Linked DNA regions of Anas platyrhynchos: region 2 is linked to region 1. Evidence: chromatin contacts called from public Hi-C data. All regions are on one chromosome and are shown on one strand. The core of a region is the stretch at or near the end of the contact, and the rest is flanking DNA. Distances in the headings are between cores, read along the strand shown. Region 1 overlaps USP53 (ubiquitin specific peptidase 53). Region 2 overlaps SYNPO2 (synaptopodin 2).

The links. A called contact is a pair of places that touch in the nucleus more often than the background predicts.
Region 2: a Hi-C map of small yellow follicle shows a contact between it and region 1, with 3 times the contacts expected there. The contact joins two enhancer-like sites. A contact is called at or near these places in 3 of 8 Hi-C or Micro-C datasets (liver, small yellow follicle and subcutaneous adipose tissue).

Annotation. Positions count from the first base shown.
Region 1 is chr4:47,517,228-47,523,383 of IASCAAS_PekinDuck_T2T, forward strand. USP53 (ubiquitin specific peptidase 53) reads right to left here. Exons shown (of 16, transcript XM_038178857.2): 14 at 6,022-6,095; 15 at 7-106. Among named protein-coding and RNA genes, the nearest start is that of FABP2, 15 kb to the left of the region's middle. Within about 2 kb of position 4,089, at least 4 of the 8 cell types and tissues checked have an H3K27ac peak or open chromatin away from gene starts, as enhancers often do.
Region 2 is chr4:47,624,135-47,631,098 of IASCAAS_PekinDuck_T2T, forward strand. The region is part of intron 4 of SYNPO2 (synaptopodin 2); the gene reads right to left. Among named protein-coding and RNA genes, the nearest start is that of MYOZ2, 43 kb to the left of the region's middle. Within about 2 kb of position 2,762, at least 2 of the 8 cell types and tissues checked have an H3K27ac peak or open chromatin away from gene starts, as enhancers often do.

The DNA.
Region 1 (6,156 bases), core at 2,839-5,338:
AGTTACCTCTTCACTGGAGGACTGGGCACCTGCAAATGTAATTCTGTTGGGAAATTAACGTGAGGTTTGTAGTTAACTTCTGAACTGATGGGGTCCTTCCTCAAGTCTGGGGGTGGAAAAAATATTTTAAAGCACAATACAGTCCAACTCTTTTGTGATTTCTTAGAGGTTATACACAAACAAAACACAACAAAACAAGAAACTTAATTCTTGTCAAGATCTGACAGAAGTCAAAATAACATTTTTGGAAAAAATTCTTCACAGATCAGATCTTATATTCATCCACAGTAATCTGGAGGAAACGTTCTTTCTCTTTTTTAAATGTTGCTGGAAAAGAGGTAATTATCACAATTTTGTCCACAGTTTACGTCCTATAGAGATATTTTCAAGATACATTTCATCTAATTACAAATACATTTTCAAAAATAGTTTTTAATGAAAGCACCTTTATTCAGATATCCAAAATAAATTTTGTAATAATATATTACTACTTTTGAATTTTCACATGACTTATTAACAAATTAGAATGTATACTGTAAGAGTGGGGTTTTGTTTGTGTTTTGTTTCTTTGAGAAATGCATTATGCATCCTTGAAACATTTAAAAAATGCTAGAACTGTTACTTCTCCTACAATAACTGTACAGTTTGCAGAGATATGAAGCAGACAGAGAGCATTCTCACTCACATGCCCTAAGCACAAACATAAGAGTGCTCGGGCCAGCAGTACTACACACACTCTAGAAGCTCCTTCTATTCACAGACAAAAGCAAAGAATTTTTCTCTAAAAATACACAACTTCTGAACAAAGCAGCTCCTAGTTAACAGTGAATAAAAGAAGCATTGAAGAATCCATGTTGACACCACACAGAAGAAAACACACTCTTGGCAACTGACAAGCAATGGTCCTTCTGTTGGAAGATAGTTACTGTAAGTCTTCCTAATGCAATAATTGGTCCATTATAACCAGTCACCTGCTCTGCAGTCAATCAGAGTTGTATTTTGTAAATGTATGGACTATATCCATACAACTACTTTGCTTATTTCATAAAAAATGGCAATGTACTTCACAAAAGGCAGCCTACACTGCCTGAATTCCAGTGGAATGATCTGATTCAGCAGGCAGTACTAATTTACCCTGTTGGAAATTAGCTAACATAGGCTGTCCTCTTTTTAATCAGCAAAAGCTATAAAAATTTGTATCTATTCTTAACTGATGTAATCTTAATAAGTTGTGGGTTTTTTAATATATATTATTATTTGCATGTTTTATTTTTCCCAGTTTTTAAGTCTTGGAAGCATTCTTTTGACTCATGAACTCATTTTTGACTTGAGTCAAAAACCCAACAGAGGAGAACTAAACTAAAAACTTTGGGGCAATGCTGGAGATTTACTTCAAGGGTCAGTATCTGCCCTATCTTTTAACAGATAAAAGATTAAAGAAGTTAAATCTTTGACAAAGACACAGGTTGTAGAGGCTAAAAAGGCATATACCTGAAGAGACAAAGCCTTCAATACAGCTTTCCTTCGAGCCTTGAAACTAAAAAAAATTCTTGCTATTCCAGCATGGTAAACAGTACCACAACCCTAGAAAGAACACTTATGTGAAAACATGGTTACTGAATGTGCCCTTGTGACACTGGCAAGGGTCAAGTGACTAACCTGAAAGGAAGTTCAAAACTTCTCCAGCAGGCCATGGCATCAGAGATAACTAACACTGAGGTAATCAAATAGAAAACATTTCATTCTGCTACAGATTTTAATGAACTGTAAATCACTTTACTGAGAAAAATACAGACCCTGTCGCATTAATTCCTGTGAATATTTTCAGTTTGGTATTTAATCACAGACCCACCTTCAGCATACAGTCTAGGAATAAATTAGTCAAATAATTTTCTAGATTAACCATGTCTGTAGCTAATGTTTTTAAGTCTTTGAATATACAGGTTTTTATACAAGAGCATTCCTACTTAAAAATCACATACAAGTTGACCATACATGTACAACTGCTCTTTAATTCCAAAACCCGACTGATGTGAAGTGCATTCCAAGACAAACTCTGAAGGAATTTAGCACATTAAGTCCTTCCAAGAGGCAGTATCATAAATCTGTCAGGAGGCGGCAGCAAAGGGTAGTAAACTGTTTCTTTAGCATGCTTATGGCACACTCAACCAAAGCTGCTCAGCAATACCAGGTGATTTGTCTTCAGAATTCCAGCTAACTTAAAAATAGACGTGTTATTTTCTCTTCTGCTGACATGAGATCCATGCAAGGTTAAAACCAGGCGCAGGCTCTATAGGGAATTTTGGCTCCAGATTCTTTGCAAACCCAAATATGGGACACATGAGCACTGTGCTCAGCTGCAGACTGACAACCTTATCAACAGGTCACAAGCAGCTTACCAATAAGTAAAGGTAGCTCTGGTTTCTCAAATACAAGCCAATCTTAAAAGATTTATCAACAGCTATTTTCACAGCTGAATAGCCGATCTAGATTTGTAAAAAGATTAATACCCATTCTATAGCCAACAAGTAAAGCAAAAGTTTTTTTCCTATAATGACTTAATTTACATATACAGAACATTTGTACAATTCTGCAATGCCCAATTTCTGTACATAAAAAAAATATATCAAATTCTTACTAATGTTTTAGCTGCATGTTTCCTGTAGTTTTGATTTCCTGATGAGCGTTTTTTGTTGTTTTATTTTATTTTATTTTTAAGTTGCCAGTAAGAATGTCCTGTGGTAAATTCTTCTCCCTGCACATGGACATTTTTCTGTGTTCAACTGAAATCACAGATGAACTTACTGGAAGCTTTGGAAATGTGGAACAAAAACTGTTCCAGAAAAGAAGGTAAACACATTATAATTTGTTTAAAAATACTGTATTTAAAAAAAAAATCTTTTAAAAAAATCATTTTATTGAATAAACTCTCTTTTTAGAACAACATGCAGTTGTAAAACTTTTATTATATACTTTTTAGCAGATTTTTTTTTCCTTGGCTCTTAACATCCAGGCAAAATGAAAATACAGCTTTACTTTTTTTTTTTTTTTTTTTTTAAAATACTTGCACATGTGAGAGCTCAAGTAAGTTCTGAAGTGAAACAACTCACCAGACTATCAACTGTTATCCTCCCTTCATTACGATCTGCCCTTCCTATCAAGTTTATTGGGTCTTTATTTTAAAAATCTGAACCTTAACCTTTGCTTTGTTGATTTTAAATTTCAAACTTCTTATATTCATAAAGTGAACAACAGAAATGAGAGCACTTAAAATTTCAACCTTTGAGGCTTATCTGACTGCATTTGGAAACCTTCAAAGTTTAGAATTTCGTTCTGAGGGTTTTTGTTTGTCTTTCATCTGTCATTTATAGACACTACAGAAAGACATTTGTTTATTTCTGGTTTGCATTAAGGAAAGTAAGTAGCTGGATGCTTCAATTCATTACTCAGTTCTTCAAACAAAATAGACAGAGACAGCAGCAGAAAGGTTAACAACTGGATTTTCCTTTAGAAGCACATTTTAAATATTACTGTATGTTTTTCCTAGGATGATACGTGTGTTTTTTTTTCAGAAGTATGGTTTTCTGAAGTCACAAAGAATTAAAGGCAGTCTGGGGGTTGTTTCCATATTCACAAGAGCTTCCGAATGATTCAAGATTTTGGTTGAAATTGTCTCATACTAGTGAGCTCAACAACTATTAAAAGAAAAAGCTCTGGATTTACAATATTAAAAACACCACTCTGCAAATGCGATGCAATTGTTTTCAAATGGAACGAATTATTAACTTAAGGCATTGATGCTGAGCACATCTTTTTTTTCCAATCAGCGTTCACTCCATTTGAATTACCGTTTTATTTGACTGAAGGGATAGTTCAAAAAGTACTCTGAACTTTGAAAAAAATAAAATCTAGAAAACACAGTTTCTAGGTTTAATTGCTGGCCATGTGGGACATTTGCTTTAGTGCAAGTTATCTACTGCTTACTAGTAGTGAAAGAAGCAGCCATTTGATCTACATAACCACTGTGTGATACGTTACTATCTTTAAAATGTTCTAACAATAAGTTTATTTTTGTAAGTCAAGGACACAATTCCTGAACCACTGAACAGTAGCCTCATTCAGCTCCTGTTAAAATCGGGAACTGGCAAAGCACAGTTATGCAAACAGTGGGCATAATTAAAAGTTCAAGGTTATTTTCTCAAGAAGAGACAGTAAGTTATTTTTTCAAGTTGCCAGGAGCAGCTAACAAACATTTCTTATGTTTTGTTCCTCTCTCAGAAAGGACTAGATATTTCCTTGTTGAAGTACCATTTTCTAGGAATCTATATGGTATTTACCTACCAGTTCTATGTATTCAGAACCATAACATAAGGCAGTACAACTGGTACCTGTAAATGACTACTACTCTTTTTCCTAAAGGTGTTCTGACACTTTTTACACAAGCAAAAAACCTATGTCTAAATCTTTAACCTTGGCCATGTACGTAATCAAATTATTCAGAGTTCTTTTCAGCCCATTTATCTTTTACAGTAAAAGTGGTTTTCCAAAACATGCACACATGAAAATTTCACGTTTAATTTAGAATTAATATGGTTTTGTTACGAAACCAGTTAGTGAAACAGAATTAATGGAAAGATGGGAATTTTACACCAATGCTTTATGACAATTATGTTTTATGATAACTGTGAGGATCACTTGGAATAGGTAACAGTTTTGAAGAAGTATTTGTAACATGATCAAAATTTTAAATATAATCAAGTACAGTACACAGTAATCTCTAGGGAATATTTAGCAATAAATTGGAACACTGTTTGAACCCAACTATTTCTCATTCTGACAGTGGGTTTTTTATATTTTCAGTAGTGGCTTTTTTTCCTTCTTTGCTACCCCAGTGTTTATATACTTTTTTCCATTAGTAATGATAAAAATAGTTATACTACAGAACTACAGTAGAAAAAATATCATACAAAATTAGATCTTTGCATTCCATGCAAAATTGGGTTTGAGGGCTTTTGCTTTTGTCAAGATGAAAAAAAAAAAACACCACCAAATCAGTTCTCTTTTTACAACCAAAAAGTAATTGGAATAACAATGTGGTATGGCATATGCATCACCTCTCTCAAATTTAAGTCTTAGAAGAATCTGTAGTATACAATTCTTTGAAAAGTAGTATGATACCTATAAAAAAATCAAACATTTCCTGAGGAAGTGTCTTAATATTTATTGCACCTCTTTGTACGAGCACTATTCCATTGTTCCAGCAACAGTAGATAATGATTTTGGCTGGCCTCATGCTGACCTATAATATTTATATGCCACGGCATTTATAAAAACGCAGCAGACATATTAGTATGTAAAAGGAAGTAGATTTCCTTATTACAAGTTGTTTCTTCCTGATATTGCTTCTTATCTTAAAGGAAAAGAAAGGGTACCACAGCATACCCAGACATTTAAAAAAAATCTTCCTTAGTATCCACTAAGAACACTCATGGAAGTGGTTTTTTTTTTGGGAAGACACGGGGAATGGACAGAAGGACTGCATTTAATTTTGCCTTTTTTTTTTTTTTTTGGGGGGGGGGGGGGGGGTGCATTGGAGATGAGCATTCACATTTAACCATTTGCATTGGATTAAAAAGAAAATACTGATTAAAGGCAGCGAAAGTGAATGCCAGCATAACGTCATCCAAAAATCACGTGTACTGGTAAAAACTTGTGTTTCTGGTGCTTGTACAGAAAACCTACACCAGCCAGTAGAAGTTACACACTGGCACAAAACAGCCACCAACTCCATGCCTTTCTTGACCTAGATACAAACAACATTATGTGTTGCCATTAAAATGATAACTTTTATACATTTTTCACTTTTATGAAATATCAGGACAAACTTGCAGCAACATTATAAAATAAAAAAAATCAGAAATCTATCTCTTATGTGATATCAGTATGTTAGTATTGCAATACTGGTATATGTAAATTATTTCTAGAAAGCTTCTTATTCTTTATACAAGTTAAAATTCTTACCATAAAAGTTTCTGTTCTGCTGGGATACGGAATGTAACACATTTTCAGCTTTTTTGGTTGACAAGTTCTGCTCACTGTAAAATAAGCACACGCATAATTTGAAAGGTTCAACTATTGCCATGTGATCACAAACAT
Region 2 (6,964 bases), core at 1,512-4,011, 110 kb after region 1:
AATATCAGTTTGTGCCCAAAACAATTCTGTTGAGCTTTGTAAAGTGGCTGCAGCTTGAAGCAGTTATAACCCTTTGGATTCAGGAGGATATATTTCTAATTGTCATGTCTCTTTTACAGAAAATTACAGAATTTCTTTCATCTTCCTTGAAAGAAATATAGCAAATGCATCAGTTCAGTGCACTGTGCCATAGTGCCTCAGTATTTACCTTAAGAGGGAGGAATTTAGTCTCAAAGTCTGCTCACTACTAAGATTCTTATGGTAGTATCTATTGTAATACAAGTAGTCTAATAGCAGCCTGTGCAGCAGATTCTTGTGCACTTAGCTAAATAATTATATAGGCATTACATAGTGGCATACTATGTAATAGTGGCATACATATAATAACTAGAACTAAAACAAATATAATATTACTCCCCAAAGTAACTTTTTCAGTATAAATAAATGAATGTAAACACTACTTATGAAAATTCTGTGTACACATACGTTTTCTTTTTCATTGTAAGTGGAAAGAGTGAGAATGTATACCTCTGATTCAGTAATACTCCAATCAAAAACCTGTCATTTGGAACTTAATGATTTTTCGAATTTCTTGGTAATTATGAAATGCTGAAAGACAAAAATGCAATAATTGATTTCATAACATAGTGCAAATATAAATGTCAAAAGTTAGTAAGATCTTTTTCATTTTACAGGCCAAATGGGAATGCAAAATGCTACTTAGTGAAATGATTTCACAATAACCTTTTCTGTCTCAGGTGGTGCATCTCCTTAGTAAGGGAAAACTGTTCATATGTTTACCTGCTGAAACTGCCTTTTCACCAGTTAAGGGACATAGATTAAAAAGCTTTATTTATAGCTCATATATTATAAAGTTCATATATTAAAAAGCTCTAGAAGTAGCTTGGGCTCTTAATATTCCGTGTCTCAGTGAAACTCTGCAACACAGACTCTCATCTGGTTGAGTTGCTTTAAAAAAATGATTTAGGTTTCTAAGTCAGTATAACATTTTTATTTTTGTCTTTTCATTTGAGTCATAGGCCTTAATCACATATCAAAGCAGGTTCAAATCAGAGTTAACATTAGCATCTGGCTAATGTTTATACCAAAAGGGAACAAAGGAAAGGGAAGTGGTTAAAACAATTGGACTATTGCAAAGTATGACTCTGTCTTTATAAAAAGTTCGGTGATGCATTTGTCATTTTGCTTTCTATCAACTTGTAATTGCTACTTCAGTTAGAGATCAAACTATTGAGAAGATGGTAGGACAAAATAAATAATACCTGATTTTTATATATTTTTATGTTTATATCTCTTTCAAATCTTTCTTTCCATTTCAGATTTTTAATCTGACTCATGTAGAAAGAAGACATCGATTATCTTATTGTAGCTTTTTGTTATCTGAAACCACTTACAATTTAAACATATAATGAAAACATTTTCTCTCCAAAATGCTGCCAGCTCTAGAATAAATACTGCAGCTACTTTACAATATAACTACCAAAAATTTGGAAGTAAAATTTAAAACCCTGGAAATAATTTATAGCAGGCAAAAGGAAACTTGTAAAATTGGACTGCATCATTTTTGTCTGTGGGGGTATTAATGGCTGGAGAGACAGGGAGTCTTACCTGTCTGTAACAATTAAAGCTTTGTCAGTAGCTATACTAGGAATTGTAATAGATTAGAATCACATTGTGAAAAATTCTGGATTTGACAATAAATTCCTTGTAGTTGTCAAATAATGGTTGAACATAAAGATATAAAATTGTGCCTTCACTAATGCAGAACACCTACAGCACACATGGAGAAGAAGCGAGAAGAGTGCTACTAACCTCTCACTTGTTATTGCTCAGTTTGCATCTGTGTAAATGAACGAAAATTGGTTCTTTCTATTAATATTTAATATTCATCAATATATGATTATAAAAACAAATACAATTATGTCTATAACAAGCAAATAGCTGAAACATTTTTGGCAAAAGGCATCTTATTTTTCCTTGGAAGGGACAGTCTATTTCTGGTAAGGAAGAATATTTGCTGCCACCTTCTGGACTTTAATATTACAGTTTTGAAGAAGGTCTTAGAACATGAAGCCTGACTTACTTGTGAATAAAAGTTTGAAAAACAAGTGCAAAGTTGGTCCTAGTTTTCGACCTTTCTATTTTGTATTGTCAATGAAAGAGTTTAAAATTAATATTAAATGAAGACTGTGTTTTCTTTTTTTTTTTTTTCTTCTAAAATCAAATCAAATCAAAACTATATTGAATGTATTGTGATTCTTGAAAGTCATGGCACTATTGTTTCTGAACATTTCCAAATTATCCAATTCCATATAATTTTCTTATCAAATATTCCAAAACAAAGTCTTCAGCCTTGTGTGTTGTTTTTTGTTTGTTTGTTTGTTTTTCCTATTTACTTCATCCCAGATGATTCAACCATCTGACATACATTTTAACCAAGTGAACCCATATGGCTCAACAATTTGAAGGAGTGAGAGTAGGGAAATGACAAAAAACGCTAGCCTCCTTTTCCTTGAAAAGCAGTACTGCTACTTCATGCTTTAGAATTGTTCTGAGACTAATCCTCTTTGTGTCTGAAGTGTATTCAGACTTGCCTATTTATATCCAAGCTGAGAACATTTCTGTAATTTTAGTTAATACTGGCTCAGCAGGAAAGTCAGGCTCAGTAGGAACACCTTATCTGATGCTCAGATAGTTCCTGAGAGCTCAGGACAGCACTGATACTCTGTTAGGCAGTGGGATTCTATTCATTATTACAACTCTAAGCTGCTGTATGTCGTGAAATGTCTGGGCACACACAGAAGAACAAGGAGATAGATCTTCTGCTTTCTCTGCCTGTCTAAACTGCAGGCTTTGTCTGTCTCCACAGGAGAAGTCACTGAGGTGTACTACAGCTCCTGCACTTGCTGCACAGTTCAGTTTTCATTCACAAAAAAAGTACTGCGTGTGGGAGTATGGTGCATACCCACATGTCACAACACTGGGACTGAACACAAGGCTGCACGCTGACTGATCAGGACTGAGGTGCACTGCAGAGCATTATGCCTCTTGGCAAAGCTCCAGAGCTCCTGTTTGGCCCCAGCAGCTTCAAAGGGGAAAGCACCTGATTTAAATACGGAGCAGCAAGAAGCGGAATTTCAACAGGGTGGAAGAAACAGGCAAGGGAAGGACAGAGAAGAGGCTGGACAAAACAAAAACAGGATATAGGAATACTTGATGCAGAAGGAAAAACTGTATTCAGCACTGGCTTGGAGAGTGATGAGAATAGGTATTGATGGCCAAGATTCCCGAGTTTGGATGAAAAGATAAAGGAATAGAAAATTGACCTGTGTAGCTCTCAACGAGGCTACGATTTGGAGACCAGGACAAGAAAGAGATAAGATGAAGAAATGGGGCCATGAAGTCACACTGGGGGAAAAGAACCTGTGCTGATTACTGTGTACTTTCCTCTAGAGCTCCAGAGAAATTTAATCCCTGGAAGAATGGAGTTTGTCCTTCCTGGATCTCACTGATGTCAGAAAAGACTGCAGAGCCACACCAGAAAGCTGTGCCATCCTCCCAGTGGTGGCTCACAGCCAGATGTCAACATGCACTTGCTGCCATTTACTGTAGTAGCATGATGGCAATTGTTTGGGGTAGTTCAGGCTATGTTGGAGGACCTTGTTGGTTACAGTGTGCTATATAATAGTTTCTGGGGTTTGGTTTGTTTCAAAAAAAACCTTGGGTCTTTAACACACAAAGTTACCTTGAAACAATGCAAGTAAAATTGGAAGGTCAAATATTCAAAAGCATCATTGGCCAGTGCATATGCATTTTTATTACATTTCAGGGCTTCTGCCCCATCCAGTGCAATTTCAGGGTTTCCTTTAGCAAATACTATGATTATATGGTAAAGGAGTATATTCTGTGAAAGATGCTTTCACTGGGTGGATTTCAGTGCTGGTCACTCAGTATTCCCTTCTCTGGGCTTCCACCTGGAGACCTGTAACCTGTGAATACTCATGGACTGATGTTAAGGAGAACCATGCTTTCGATATATTGACTAGTTCTTATATGATCTGAAGATGCTGAATGTCTTGAACTGGGCACCCAAGGCTACTGAGTTTCCTAATATCAATGCTTCCATCTTCATTTACTCATTTGTAAAATGCAGTGGTGTAAAAATATATTACAGCTTCTGAATCAGTCGGATACTAACAAAAAAATCTATGAGGAAATAAATAATTCTGTATGAAGAGCATACTTTCAAGAGCGTACATTAGATAAGAAACAGTGCTAAGCACAGAACAGTGTCATTACAAATCAGTGAAGAGCTATTCATCAGTTGAGCAGTACCATTCTGTGCCCCGAATTGAGTTAGGAGTTCTATGGGGAAAAAAATAAATAAGCAAGTGATGATGTGATTACAGGTGGTTTTGTCACACAAATGCTTGAGAGGGCTGAAATTAGGTGACACATTCGTTTCAAGTGCCTCATTTTGCAATCTAAACAGTAGTGTTTAAGATTGTGTTTTTTAATAATTGTATATACAGAAGGGTCAGGCCCTGGCTTTGGTAGCTTTCCTTTAGCAGGACCAGGTTGGTCTAGTTTCCCTACAAACCATCTCTCTGAAAGTAATCTTAGGATGAGGAAATATATCTGAAATGCTTACAGCTGTGCAGCAGAGTACAGCACAACTGCAGATGTATATCAACATAACAAGTCATGTTGCTCCTTCTCATTTTGTGGAATCATTTGAAATTTTAATGGAAAGCCATCATGAAAAAAAAATAAAAAATCTCATTTGTCATACTTCTGCACTTTCTGATATCCGCCAAAGAAGAAGAAAGAAATTATGTGCCAATGTTTTCTGAAGAAATTCACAGCCCACTTTTCAGTTCACAAAAGATTCTTAGGTAGTAAGGCTAGGACTGGCAGAAATACCCACATATACCTAAATGTGGTTATTTAACCAAAGAAAACAAAACTGCAGACAGATACTGAGGTTTTCTTGTCACCACATCTTCAACTATTTAGGGCTGCTTAAGCTCCATTTTTAAGCTATAGACCTGATGGGGGAAAATTACCAAAATTCCAGGAAGAAATCTAAGTGTACCCAGATGCCCATCCTTTAGTTTTGCTCCCAGTAGTAAAGCCATATACCAACAACAACCTGCACAGTGAGACTGTGAGAAGTAGCATTCTCACAGATCAAAGAAAAAATCAGTGGCAGTTATTGATGTTTTTCTCAATTAGGAAAAAAAAAAAAAAGTGTATTTTCTCTAGAACTTTCTTTAAATTTTGAAAATATTTGTCTATAGGCTGTTCCTGTACAGAAACCATTGATTCTGATATAAGTATACTGAATTCTTGGCTTTGAAAACAAGTAAAGCTCATAGTGAAATGAGTGAGAGTGGTGCTCCCTGGCAGCCTTTGTAACCCAACATGTGTTACGGTGGTTTGGCGGGTATTTTATTTCCATAATGTTCCTTCTTTTCTTCTGTATGTTCTGAATTTCTTAAAATAGTCAATCTCTTGTTTTGGGTTTATGTGGAAACGTCAAGAGTAGCGCTCCATCTGTTCAACAATTTAGTCTTTATGCCTAATTAGAAATGGCCTGTTTACTTTTGTAGCAACATATCTTTCCATTGTCAGAGTTATGTTTTTAAGATGTCTGTCTCAAACCATACAATATAATCAAGGATTCTTGTTTAAAAACACTACTGATATATTGATTGCCCTGCACACAAGACTTCATCTACTTAGTCCATCTGTAAGCATGGTTTGGTAAGTTATTTTTCTCATAGCGGCATTTCCTCAGCCTAAGAGAGTGAACAGTTACTGTTACAATATACTTCCATGTAACTTTGTGAAAATTTCACATGCATTGAAATTAAAAACATTTTGTCAAGATCATTACAAACAAGAATATATTTTTTTCCTCTGAAAACCGCAGAGTAATGTGAGACTTGATTAGCATGGTATAAAAAAAATAAATAAAAAACTTTTTGCTGGCCTTACTTAAGGAAGCCTCTGTTTAAACCATGGAAATATCATTATGTGGTTAGTCTCCGTTTATAAAGGAAGAGGAGAATCTGTCTCCGTAAAGATCCTTCCAACACATACCACTAAGCTTCAGGATTACTGTTTTAATCATTTGATAAGAAACCTAAAGTGCTTCCTGTAGTAAGCATCCAACCTGAAAAGCACTTGCCAAAACATTACCCTTCCCTTTTATAATTACATGCAAAAGTAAAGTTTAGGATAAAATAAGAGCAGTCATTGTCATGGGTACTATGAAGTTGTAAAGGTAGCACCAAGTGTGTCATGTAAATACCAGGTCACGTATTTTCCCAAGAAATCTACCAGCAGTAAGTTCAGAGCTTCTGAATCCACAGTTTTTTAAATATCTTGTCATCAAGTTTCTTCTTTGCATAACATTTCTCTTTCAAGCTGAATAGATTCATTAAAAAATAACATTATGCCAAGCTGTGAAATTAAGGCTTGCACTTGCCATGCCGAATTCACAACGCGATCAGTGGAATCTCCTGGACGTTTTACTTCAGGCAAAGTTGTATCATGGTTGGTTAAAAAAAAAAAAAAAAAAAAAAAGAAAAAGTAATATTGAAAGGGCAGATCTTTTTATAACCACTCGCTTTGTGTTCTGAAAGCTAGGAAATCTGGATAAGGATCCTGGAAAAAGAGAGGAGAAAGATTTTGCAAATTGTTAGTTGCAAAGAGTGGTGTTGTTTCACTGGTATTTCCCTACCTCGTGGTGTACAGAGGATTCCCACAGAAAGGCTGGAGCAGCGGGACATGCTGGAAAAGCTGGTCCTGTGTTGGGGTGTTGGCCCGGCTACGTGGTAAGCAGTGCTCCTCCCAGATCACCTCATCTGGTATCCAGTTCTCTTTACACTTGCATCCCACCGCTGATGGGCATTTCTCTCTACTATCTTACATCGGA